Regions from separate parts of the Rattus norvegicus genome. Here region 1 is linked to region 2. The links are chromatin contacts, called in public Hi-C maps. All regions are on one chromosome and are shown on one strand. Each heading gives the region's core, a stretch centred on a gene start, on an enhancer-like site or on the middle of the called end of the contact. The rest is flanking DNA. Distances are from core to core; before and after follow the strand shown. Region 1 overlaps Zbtb20 (zinc finger and BTB domain containing 20). Region 2 overlaps Zbtb20 (zinc finger and BTB domain containing 20).

What was found. A called contact is a pair of places that touch in the nucleus more often than the background predicts.
Region 1: a contact with region 2 is called in a Hi-C map of hepatocytes, with 2.2 times the contacts expected there. The contact joins two enhancer-like sites. A contact is called at or near these places in 2 of 12 Hi-C or Micro-C datasets (the Rat2 cell line and hepatocytes).

What each region holds. Positions count from the first base shown.
Region 1 is chr11:71,279,615-71,286,272 of GRCr8, reverse strand. All of the region lies in intron 1 of Zbtb20 (zinc finger and BTB domain containing 20), which reads left to right. Among named protein-coding and RNA genes, the nearest start is that of Zbtb20, 14 kb to the left of the region's middle. Within about 2 kb of position 1,427, at least 12 of the 93 cell types and tissues checked have an H3K27ac peak or open chromatin away from gene starts, as enhancers often do. A contact at or near this core is called in hepatocytes, where this site is marked.
Region 2 is chr11:71,024,521-71,031,001 of GRCr8, reverse strand. The region is part of intron 3 of Zbtb20 (zinc finger and BTB domain containing 20); the gene reads left to right. Among named protein-coding and RNA genes, the nearest start is that of Zbtb20, 270 kb to the left of the region's middle. Within about 2 kb of position 2,836, at least 7 of the 93 cell types and tissues checked have an H3K27ac peak or open chromatin away from gene starts, as enhancers often do. A contact at or near this core is called in hepatocytes, where this site is marked.

The DNA of each region.
Region 1 (6,658 bases), core at 178-2,677, 260 kb before region 2:
TATATAAATATCCACACAGTAACAGGGGAATGTAATATTTTCTTTAGAAGAATTTCAATTCTGGGGATTTGGGTTACATTTGAAATTCTAAGAGTGACCTTTTCTCAAATTATACTCTTTTAGGTTGTCATCTAGGGAAGACTGAAGGATAGATCTTAAAATTAAGAAGTTACCTACTCTTGTTTTCAAATATAGAAATTAAAACATGATTTTGTAGAACGTCAAATTTAGTAGCAGAGCTTGAAATGGAGAATTTTGTCAGTAATTTAGTTAAGGTCCACAGGGGAAATTCTCTAGGCTCTTTGAATACCCTAAATTTATTTTGATTTGAGACCAGCTTAAAGGGCATGCCTATCTTAAAACAGTTCTCCATTTTCCTGAGGAACATTCCACAGGAGCTAGTAGTGGGAGGGAGTGTACCAACAATGACCCTTTTGGGGCCAAATAAGCACTTTAACATAACTCACTCCTTCCCGTTCCTTAAGCCAAAGTGTGTCTTGCCTACTGGGCATGTTTAATTTTGACAGCTAATTTTATTTCTTTGCAAACACAGAAAGTCAGAAAACTTAATGGGAAGGGAAGGGTATTACTGGTAGAGGTTTTGGCTCGAAATAAAATGTAAAATAATTTAGCCAATATAGGGACATGGGAAGCAATTGATATCTGGAAACATTATCCTTGCTTTACAGATTAGGAAGGAGAAGCTAATTAGGTAAAATGACTAGTTACAGTTCCACATGAGTTTTTAGTCTTGGGGCTTGTACTGGAGCTGTTTTCTCAGGGAGAACATTGGTTGACTTGGTGCCTCTATTGATGTAGAAACTCCTTAACATCTCTGCACCCTGTTTCTTCCCTCCTCTTCTGCTGTTGCTGTAACATCTGAAAATTATTCTCATGATAGTTTCAGGCTTAGAGTTAGATCGTCAGCTACTTTGAGCACGAAGCTGATCTGTAAAGCCAGTGTGCATCCTTTTAAAGCCTGCATATCTCTTTTGTTTAGATCATATATGTAACAATCATGGAGTTAGAACATGTTGAGTCAGTAGATATTGTGCTCACGGGAGAGCTCTAAATATGGAATTGTAGTGAACCCATACTAAAGGGTTTGAAAACAGCTTCCTAATAATATTATATGGATTTAAGTAGAAGCATTAATTAGAACTTTACTCTTCAGGGGGTTTATAACTTCCTCAGATATCTCCTCTGCTTGAGCCTTGTGGGAAAATTCTACCTTGGTTCCCATCTTACCTGTTGAGGTTGTAGTCAGCTTCTCACTGTTACAATAAGTACAAAGTCTGTGGATGTTGCAGTTCGAGCAGTACCATCACATTTCACTATGACGCCTTCTTAGTAGTTTCTCTGCCAACTGAAACTAAAACCCGAGTTTTACTTGGTCACGGAGAGCTAACTCAGTAACTGCATAGATGAACTTAGAGGAATGTCATCATATTCGCCATTGTTTGCACACACTCCAGTAGAGTGTCCCATCCTCTAAGCTTTGATTAATGAATATGTGAGTTATTACCAAATCCTAATGCAGATCAGGTGGATGGTTCTCATATTGACATATCCACAGCGATCAGAGCCTTGGATTCTATGCTAAGAATTGATATTAATTAATTGAGGCCAAAAGCAGCCATACATTTGATTCACAAATGCACCTTATTTGCAGATAGTGTGTAGTCTGTAGGTAGGGCCTGCTGACAGGTTCGTGTGTTTTCCTGTCTCAGCAGTGGAGTCAGTCTCAGTGGCATGAGGAGGCTGGTGGTTAGGGTGTGAGGCTTTGTTAGAATGAAGCACAGGCTTCTCACCTGCCATTTAAATTCACACCAATTGGCAGGAAATTAAATGTGGTTCTGTAAGAAAGGTAGAATGCTTAAATTAAAAATAGGTAAAGTAGAAGTAACTAAATGACATCTTCAAAGCATTTTACTTATTTTCCACAGTTTTCATTTAGACTTTATCTTTATTAAGTTTTCAAAATAAAAGATGAAGTTGACAGCCTTAAGGAGACAGTAGCCTTAGCCTACAAACTATAAAATTATAGTTAGTGCAGTTTGAGTATTCTTGGGTACGGATAAATATGCTCTTATCTACTGCAAATTAATTGTTTAGTTAAAATTCTCCAGAAAAATAAATACCGATCCCAAACAAGTTATTTATGGATAATTTAGGACATAAAAAAAGAGGTTGCAGTTCAAAAATTTCTTTATACTCTTTTTAAAATTATGAACTTAGATTTGAATGAGAGGGAGAGAATATTTGATTAATTGCTATTTAAATATGCAGCTCCAGGTTTGTGGGCATCTCTATGAACCAGGATACAAAGACCATAGGAAAAGATTCTTGTTTGGAAATTACATTTCATGTGGCTAAAAACACTAAAGAAGTTTCTTGTTATAATAAGGTGAAAGTGGTTACCAAAGAAACAAAAGTTTCTTATCGCTTGGCCTGAGGCAAATGTGGCATATTAAGCTTAAAATGAATTCTTGTCTCAGGAGTGCACACAACTCTTATTAATGTCTTAGAAATTATGCACACATAGGAAAAAAGGAATAGCATTTTCAAGATACATTTGAAAAAGCATCTACTGGGGTACAGATGGTGTCTAATATGTAATGTGGATACTTAAGTGTCAGTCGGATTTTGCTGTTTTTACCTTTTACTGGGGCTTAACATTGTGCAGAATGACTTGTTTTTGTCTTGAAAGGGCCTTTCTCTTCATGATAGTCAGGTTCCCGGGTGTCCTGAAAGAGTTAATGTAGTTTCCAAGAGTGCCCAACTTCCTTCCAGGGAGTAGTGAGTGCATGTGAGCTAGTCTGGCTCCAGGATATGTGTTCACATCCCAAAACCAATTTGGCACAACTTAAAATGTCTGCTAGGCAGAGGATTCAGTGTTGTTAGGCCACGCAATTAGTGCTTTATTTCATGAGCACCAAATTCACCCAATAGTGTTTTGTTGTAAAGAAGAGCCTGAAATTCACAATAACGGGTTTCATTTATCAGAGCCATATGGGACCCACCATCTTTGGATATATTTGTAAGGCTTTCACAAAGAAGAATCCTGAGGCATCTCAGATTTCACGGATTGGAGGGCAATCTGGATGAGGATCGTTTGTTTGGAAATGATGAACTGTCCTTTCATATGTAGTCTCCAATTTCAGTAATCCTTGAGAAGATCCAAAAGGCCAGGGAAGAGTTAAGTAAGCCTCGGCTTATTAGCTTTATTGGACAATAAAGACCATGGTTTTATTCTTAGATCTGGTTCAAATGCCAAGTGCACCTTTGATGTTAAAATTTGGCCACCTAATATCTGTAGTTTGTGATGTGGCCTGTATGGGAGGGGAGGTGGGTTCTAAGCCTCAAACTTTTTTGTGTGTGTGTGTGTGTGTGTGTGTGTGTGTGTGTGTGTGTGTGTGTGTGTCACTTTCTGCTAGTGGGTCTTGGTCTTATGTCAGCGGGTTTCCGGGAAGCTCTGAGTAATATAGTGAACTGAAAATGTAAGCATGGTACTTTTGATAGCTGATAATTCTACCTCATTTCTGTGCTGCCTCTTTTCCCCAACTGTGATCTTTAAAGGGGTGATGCAAGGTGTTCCCAAAAAGTGCTAATATAAATTGATTTTTAAATAGGTTTCTTTGTTACTATTCTGTAAACTTAGACATTTCTCATAAGATATTCCTTCTGTGATTCACTTGCCTAATACTTTGGTTTCATATTTTACTTGGTTATTGATGATCTATAAACTAATGTTTAAGCATTCATTAATTAAATATAAACGTTTTTGAAGTATAGAGTACTATTATGTAATAGTGGCAACCATTAATTTTATTACAATATTTTCAGATGTTTTAATTGTTGGTTTTGTATGTTTATTTATTTGTTGTTTGAGAGCTCTAGATGCTGCCGGCTAAATCTGCCTAGATTTGAATATGTACAGATAGTAACACTGTGGCAATTGCTGTTGCCTCTGTGAAGCTCATATTAACTTCATAAGGGGACTGATTTCAACTTTTAGTTGTAATGATATTGGCACTCACTTGAAAAAGCAATTGCTCATTTTCAATATTAGTTTATTGTACTTGCTTTTACTTTACAATTATTGAATTTATACTGAATACCTAAACACTGGTTAACAGTCTTTTTATTGGCATGTTTTAGGTTTCTCAGTGAATGGTCACTGTTTTTTTTCAGTTATAAGCATGTTGAATGACTTAAATAAAATTTTGCATACTTTTTATAAAAATTTCAACTCTACATTGATACTAATACACATTTTAAATACTACTTCATAAGGAGCAAAATATCTGTTCCTTTCCAGATCTTTGCTAATGTGTGTTTTACTAGGCAAGAAGAGTACTTAGATGTTTCTGACATAGCACATCTGGAGTGGGTACACATGTGTTGCTATAGGATGTTTACTCATTTTAGGCAATGAGACTGCTGGATAGGTAGAAAATTGGAACTAGGGGATAAATTATAACTGCTGAAATCAACTTAAGCATTAATGGACTAGGTGGTTGACTGTCTTATGATCTCTCTTTTTCTCTACTTCATTCTTAGTCATATGTTCTCAATTTAATGCATATAATCAATAGTTAAAATTCTTAAAATTAAGCATTATTGTTTTCTTCTTTCAACAAATAATAGGTATTATGACCAAAGGAGACACAATTTTTTTTCACCCAAAATTTTACTATGAACTAAAAATGAACTCTTTTTAATGATGTTTGATATGTTATATAAGGAATTCTGAAACATTTCCTTTGTCAAAGTGATGCTGGATTTGGGATAGCTGTCAGCAGCAAGGAGTAGTTAAAAGTGGTCTGACACTCAGGTTAGGAAATGCAGCTCTAGATAACAGTGTCTGACTGGACGTTGGATTCTCTAATGAAGTGTAAGCTGTGAGGAGAAGAGAGAGAAGATAGGCACGTGGGGCGAAGACAGAAAGGTAGATGTAGTTGTGATAATCAGGATTTAGTCCAGCGCATCTTCCTCACAGGACAAAGAGGCTGGAAGATGAGGGCAGTCGTGATGGAGTGTATGTGTAGGTGACAACATATTGGGATGCTGAGAAGACAGGGCTAAGCAAAATGACCGGGAGTCTTTGTTGTTTGACGGCTGTAGTGGCTCAGCTTTCTGCATTTATATTGAGGTTTTTGGGTAGAGTTGAGCGGCTCTTGTAATTAATGTTTATCAGATACATACATATCAGATACAGATCATTTGGATTACATGAGAATTCTATTTGCTTGTCATGACAGCCCTTTTTGAGCTTAAGGCATAGCAGGTTTATGTTCATATCTTACAGACAGAGTCTATGTTGGTTTGTTCAAATGATAAATATGTTTACATGGGCAGATGTTGTCAGGTGTGTGAGATGCATGTCCATATGGACATATGTGCGGAATGGTTACCTCTAGCTCCTAAATTTGTCTTTTTCCTTTTAAGTTTTGCTTTATCTCCATCCCCATTCCACTCAATATTTTCTGGGTAGAGAATGAATACTTGGCTTTATCAGTTTATGTGATTTTTATCTCCTTTTGTTGCTTTGTCCTCTGAGTTTGAGTTTACCTTAAGAATTGAGGATCAAATGTGAATTTTAGTTCTCACATCCAAGAGGTTTTTCTATTTCTTCCATGTCCATTTGTCTATATGCTTGATGATCCCTGATAGGCTGTTCAGTGAGACGGCATCTCTCTCTCTCTCTCTCTCTCTCTCTCTCTCTCTCTCTCTCTCTCTCTCTCTGTGTGTGTGTGTGTGTGTATGAGAGAGACAGACAGACACACACACACACACACACACACAGAGAGAGAGAGAGAGAGAGAGAGAGAGAGAGAGAGAGAAGCTAATTGGTGTTAGCAGCAATATTTTTACATGTTTTATAAGCAGAGTGCAGTAAGGTATATAAATGTAGATATGATCCAGACACGCGCAAGCTCACGACTGTCACTGCTCATGCATAGGCGCTCAGAAGTAATTAATGTTAATAAGATTTTAATGTGCTTGTGAGATCATAATGAGGAGAAATGAATGCTCTGATTAGGAAAAGGTAACTGTGTGTGTGTGTTTTGGCTTAGAACAAGATTTCAATTTTTATAAACCGCAATTTTAGAACTTGTTTGTGATTGCATCAATTGGTTTTTATTTTCAAATTAGAGGTCTGTTTAGCCATTTGAATGATTAACCAAATAAATGGGTGAAACCCTGATCATAAGGAATAGTGCAGGTTTTCATTTGTAAGGCCGTGTCACTGTGTAGTAAGGCTGTGTTGTCTTTTGCCACTGTACCAGTTTAACATCTCTTAAAACCCAAACCAAAACCAAACCACACAACCTTTTCCAGAAGCCACTTGTGAGGACGGTACTTAGTTTTGTAGACTGGTACCTCTCGATCCAATGAATGACATCTATAGGATCTATAGGACCCAGAACTACAGATATCCTCCTGACACTCAGTGGTGGTGTAATTGGTTTCAGTCATATGTATGATGCTTTTCAAAGTGTTTATTTAGAAAGATACTAAACACCCAGTATTTTTCATCCTAAACATAATCCTTATAAATTTTAGAGGCTTATTATCTTTTATGTAAAGTATGGTTCAAGGTAAGTAAAGATGCTATCTCAAAGTATACTCCAATACCACACAGCCAACAGCC
Region 2 (6,481 bases), core at 1,587-4,086:
ACATTACACTGGTTATTATGAATTATAATACAGAAAAACTTAAGACACTTTCACAGATTTGCTTTCTGCTTGGTAGGTATGAATAAGGAAAAATATAAAACAGAGTGCAGTGAAATGTGTATACTTTGTGTGAACTAATATGTCTAATCTTCCTTTTGGTCATTTAGAAAAATGTTAAATATGCAATTTAACGGTTTCACATTAACCTTCTTCTGAAATAAACATTTTCTACATAATCATTATTCTTTGTAATTATGTAATGACTTGTTGCTTATACTTTTCCAATGTGTTCCTGATATTTTCCCTCCTTGGAACTACACTGCCGAGATATGTATATACACATGAATCCACATAGTATTACTGGTCATAATTCCTTACAAAATTGTAATACTTGATTTCAACAGAATGTGTATTTCTAATTTATATAATGTCTCTTCCTTTTCATAACTCTTTAATTTTTTTTGTGAAAAATACTTTGATAAGGGTCCAATTAAGCTAAATGCAGTTGTCTTCAGAGTAAAAGGTGATGCTCCATTGGAATAATATGCCAAAGCCTTGCCTTGTGAACCTTTTCTTTCAGTAAAGAACTGGTCCAGTACTGTAGAACCATTCACCAAAAAGTCGACTTGTAAAGTGGGAGGGATCTGTGTGCTGATACAAATTAGCACATCTACTAAAAGTGATGCTAAAAGGAAATGCTGGTTGAATTAAGTACAATGTTTTCATCTTTTATACTTATCTTTAGAGGTTTTTTTTTTGTGGTTGTTTCTTTTATTTTTGTTTTTGTTTTTTTTTTTTTAATTCGTTAGTGGTTACCATTTTAAACTTTAGCACCCATTTCATATTCTCAAATGCTATTATATTTTGCAATATTTTATCTCTTCTCAACTTTATGTGTTGTCATGAAATTATATTTTTCACAAACCAAGATAGTTGTCCCTATGGAACTGTTATTCTATGCTAGTGCATAAGTAATTCTATTGATTAAACAATATAGCTTCCAAACCGGAAGGCCTTTCTCGGCCTCACTCTGAACCTCCTGTGTGGTATCATTTGTTTGAGGTCTTATTAAAATGTAAATAAATTATGCGCAGCACACTTCCTCTGTTTACCCAACTCACCGTATTGAAGCGACTGTCTTGCTGGAGCACAGATTGATATGTAGTGTGTTTCTGTACTGAACCAAGGGAAGAGGCGTTGTATGAATATTTAACAGAACCTACTTCATGACAATTTTTAAAAGTATTTTATGAATTGTAGATAATCTGAGCCATGGGATATGATGTAATTCTGCATACCAGAGTTCATAGAAGGAAGATAACTCCTCAAACAGAATTGGATTAGGCTCCTGAGGAATATGTGTTGGGGCTTTTATAGCACTTTAACTTTATCCCACGTTTAATTGCGCATATTACTATTGTAGTACTGCAGTAAATGTAGCAGGAATGGAAATACAAAAGGAAGGATGCCTCCTAAAACAATTTGTCTTTACTGTAATGCACATTTTTCTCTAATGTTTTAGATTCAAATATGCCATTTTTGTTTCTCTTGAGAAGCAATTGCTAACCTCTATAATTTCAGAGAAAATTTATAATCTGTGTAATGCTACTTTCTCAATATACAAAATTAGAATTCCCACAGGAGAAGATTAGATCAAACAAAATCTATGAAATCACAAGTAATAATAAGTTACTTAAAAGTTGATAATATCAAGCCTATGGAATATAGTGCTACTTAATTCATTAATGTGTTAGTTTTAGAAACAATTAGTGTACAAATTGCTCATTTCTACACTACACAGAAATGGTGAGATGAAGAAGCAATTTAGTGATGTACAATAAAGCGAATTTGGCAAAATGAAACTGGTAGTAAAATTTACCTTATTGGAGGCTAGAAGATGTTTTAGTAGGTAATGTGCTGACCTCATAATCCTGAAAATCACCCTTGTAAGAAGCTGGATTTGGTGTGCATGTCTGCTTGATAATCAGAATTAGAAGGACGCCTGTATTCTGCAGGCCAGGCTAGTCAGCAGGCTTGAAAGTCAGTGTGAAACCTTCTCTCAAGTATAAAATGGAGAATGATTGAAGAAGAAATGGGACACATGTGCACGCATATACAAACATACACTCAAAACATGCATCTCATTGGAATGTTATCTTAAATTACAGTAGTGCCGATTATTATTGTACAATCAAATTATTATTGTCGCTTGTAATTTTTCTTATACATTTCTATATTTTCCATCGTTTTCTTTCATGATTCTTACTGATATTCATTACCTTTCTTCTTTGACAACTGTAAATACGCATATGAAACATTCTAGTTACCCGCACCCCACCCTGTTCTCTCACCACTGTCATTCTGTCCCCTTGCCTGTCTATTTCTCACATTCATAAAGTCTGGATTTCGTCTTATGAACCACTATGCTTAATGAGGCCCATCATCGTGGCTGTGGGTTTTGAACTATTCATCAGAGCCTTCTGAGCTTACTCTGAGTACACAAATGAAGTTAATGACTGCCTCTCCCTTAGTGAGTTAATAATTCACCATAGTCAGGTGTGGCCGAGTGAATCTCCCAGTCTGTGACAGACGAATGACAGGCCCATACCCAAGGCAGGCAACTAAAACTGCTCTGAGATCCTGATTGCAGTGGCTCTATCTTGTTCAGAAGGTAGCATTTCCTGTCCATTTTTCTATCTTGCAGCTCTTACATTCTTTCTTCCCATAACGTTCTGCTCATATCTTCCTACCATCCCTCTTCGGCAGTGCTTCCTGGATGTTAGAGCGGACAGTTTAAGTATCCTGTTTGTAGGGCTTGGCACTCAGTCATCGCTTGTGAGCACACGAGTCAGCAGACTCCACAGTTCCCTGCGAAGAGAAGCTGCTCTGGTGAGTCTAGGTGTAGCATGTCTCTGTGAAGAAATATGACTATCAAGAAAGAATTTTATTTTTGGTTGTGAGCCTAGCCTTTAACGGCTGAGCCATCTCTCCAGCCCAAGAAAGAATTTTAAAACCATGACTCTAACTAACTAAAGAGCTGTAGTAAGTTTCCATCTGGACCTAAATCTTTCTGTTACAGTGTTTTGACTGGGTTTACAGTACTTGGCACGAATGCCTTTTTTGTGGACAGACCTCAAGTCCAATCCATACAGCGATTAGGTATCACCATAACAGTCACTGTTGTACCAGTGGACAATTCTGCTGGGCAAATTCGATTTGGCATTGTTGTTTGCAAGATCACAGTTGGCTAGGACATTGGTGACTTTCACCCCAGGGCAGCCTAAATTTCACCTTTTGTCACTATGAAAGCTATCCAGAAAAGAAGCTTCCAGATCAGTTTCAGCTTGATTTCTCTATATCTTGTAATGAAGTATCTTCAGCAATAGAGTTGCTCCAGTTCTAGTGGACAATCAAAAGGAATGGTAAGATCCTGTATTTGGCAGGAAAAGATCCATGTTTAATGAGAAACTGTTGTCTCAAAAAAACATTGAGGTTAAGATCAAATCAGGCAGACCACAAATGCCAGCCTTCCACCCATGTACATGGTAGCACACCTGGACACACATGTGCACACATATATACCACATGTATACAAACATAAAAAACTCTTGTGTTTCTTATGTTACGTACATTAGGAAGCATTGGACTCTCACCATATACCTTGGAAAACATGCAGTACAAATACTAAGGCTAGGAAGAGATATAGACATGAGGCAATGCACTATTTTTGGAGTCAAGAGACTCAGATCATGCAGATATTCCACTCTGGTTCTTTAGCATGTATGTAGGAACTCTGTTGGAAGGACTGCAATTATTTCAGGAACTTTTCCATATATTCTGTATATATGGATCTTTTGCTGTCGTTAGATGATGATGAATAATAGGGGTATCTAAAATATAATTACTCTTTGTTACTGGTAAAAACAGTTATCACTTTGAGATTCAGTAATACACAGCAGAAGAAATATCTACCTGCTTTCCCTAAGTGACTAAGCACCGATGTTCCATTTTGGAGGACCCAAAATCCATTCAAGCGTTTGTCTCCATAACCTCCTAGTAGGAGGTGGAGGCTCAGAATTTCATTATAATAGTTTGATATTAGCTGAGTGAGAACCATAGCCCTCAAGGGGATAAGCTCCCGTCATGCTCCATTTTCCAGAATACTGATACTTTGAGCAGTGTGTGTGGAGTTTCAGAATTTGATTATGACTTACATTTCTCATTTTTCAAGTAGAAACAGTAATCCTTATAGGTACAAGTTCTTAGGAACGGTGAATAGATGATAGCTGCTGTGTCTTCATTAATCAAGGTTATTGAGTCTTGATTTCTCTGAGAGGTTCTAAGTGTGAAACACTAGTGTGACTCAGAAAAATCCAATTTCAGAGCTAAAATTGTACACATTTTGTATTTGTTCTACACACAGTTTTCCTACACTTCTTGGTCCTTTGAGTACAAGTTTTGAAGTTTTCTAGTAACACATTCTACATGTTTATTTCATCTTATGTGATATCAATTATTTTGTAATTTTATTCATATCATAAATATCCTATGTAAGTCTGTTCTTAAGGGAATTTTATTATGGATCTTCACTTAAAGAAATAGTCACCTGTACAATAAATATTTTTCTCCCTTCCATATATGATCTTCATAATTTATCTTATTTTAGTTCCTATGGAGTTTATACCCTTAATATAGTCTTTAAAAATATGCCTTGAGGGGTTGAGGATTTAGCTCAGTGATAGCGCGCTTGCCTAGAAAGTGCAAGACCCTGGGTTCGGTCCTCAGCCCGAAAAAAAGAAAAAAATACGCCTTGAGCGAACCCAGAAAATTATGCAACATGAAGTAAAGTTCATACATGCAAACCTTAATCAAAGTTAGTATTGAGACTTAAAAGAGATCTCGATGGAATGAATTTATATGATATGAAGTCTAGATTGTTTGTTATGCTCTCCAAAACTGATTAAAATAGTCCAGCTCAGTATAGCTGTAAATTCCTCAGCATTTCATGATGACTCACAATAATAACAGCCCTTCTCAGTTAATAGAATCTTTCAACTCTGCATGTATATGTGTATATGTGTATGTATACATGTGTATACAAATATGCATATATATGTAATGTCTTTGTCTTTTGACTTAGATCTTAATTTATTTTACTTATTTTTCCCTTTTATCAAAAGTAATTTTTGATACAATATATCTGGATTGCAGTTTCTTCTACTTTTCCCAGTTTTTCCCATCTTCTCTCCTATCTTGATTCACTCCCTTTCTGTCTCTTATTATAAAAGAACAAGCTTCCTGGATCATAGAGGGTTAAAGAGACTGAATAGGAAATCAAAGAACCTCCTGGATGGGTCCCTAGGAGGTCCTCTTAATATGAATTATAACTGTTTACCTTGGTGTTCTTATTGGACTCCTCTTACAGTGGGAGTGTGTTTGTGGGGTGGCAGGTGGGGGGCGCTCTGATTCTTTTGCCTGATTTTGGAACCCCTTTCTGCTGGATTGCCTCTATAAGGGTGCTCCCCCTCCCATCCACTCTCTCCCACTTCACCTCTCTAGCATCCCCCTAACCTGGTGCATCAAACCTCCACCAGACCAAGAGCCTCTCCCTGCACTGCTGTCAGGCACAGCCGTTCTCTGCTACATAAGTATCTGGAGCCATGGGTCCTTCCCTGTACACTCCTTGACTGGTGGTCTAGTCTCTGGGAGCACTGGGTGGTCCAGCCAGCCCGTGTTGTTCTTCGTGTGGGGTTGCAACCCCCCCCCCTCCATTCCTCTAGTTCTTCTGCCAGCTAGCCCACTAGATTCCCTGAGTTCAGCCTGATGCTTGGCTTCAAACATCCACATCTGTATTGGTCAGTTGCTGGCTGGACCTCCCAAAGAACTTCCACACCAGCTTCCTGTCAGCAAGCACATGTTGACCAACAGTGTCTGGTTTGGTGTCTGCAGAAATGATGGATCCCCAGGTGGGGCAGTCCCCAGATGACCCTTGCTTCGGTCTCTGTTCCAGTTTTTTGTGTCTGTTCTTCCTTTGGACAGGAACATTTTAGCTGAAAAATTTTGAGTTGGGTAGGAGGTCCCATCCCTTAACTGTGGGCCACGCTTATCTACTGGAGGAGGTCTCTATAGGTTCTATCTCCCCTTCTCTGCACATTTTGGCTAAAGTCATCCCTGTTGGGTCCTAGAAGCCTGACATTTCTCTGGCGTCTGGGACCTTCCAATGACTATCCCCAGTTCCTCATCCCCCACTGCTACATATTTTTGTTCCATTTCCTGACCCTCTGTACCTCTCTCACATCCCTCCTGGTTCCTGATACTGCCCCTCCTTATTTCCTGCCCCTCCTCTCTCCCTCCAGCTCCCAAAATCATCCTGTTCCTCCCTCAAGGCAGGACTGAAGCATCTGCACCCTGGTCTTATTCCTTCTAAACTCTATATGGTCTGTGGGTTGTATCATGGGCATTGTGAGCTTTTGGGCTAATA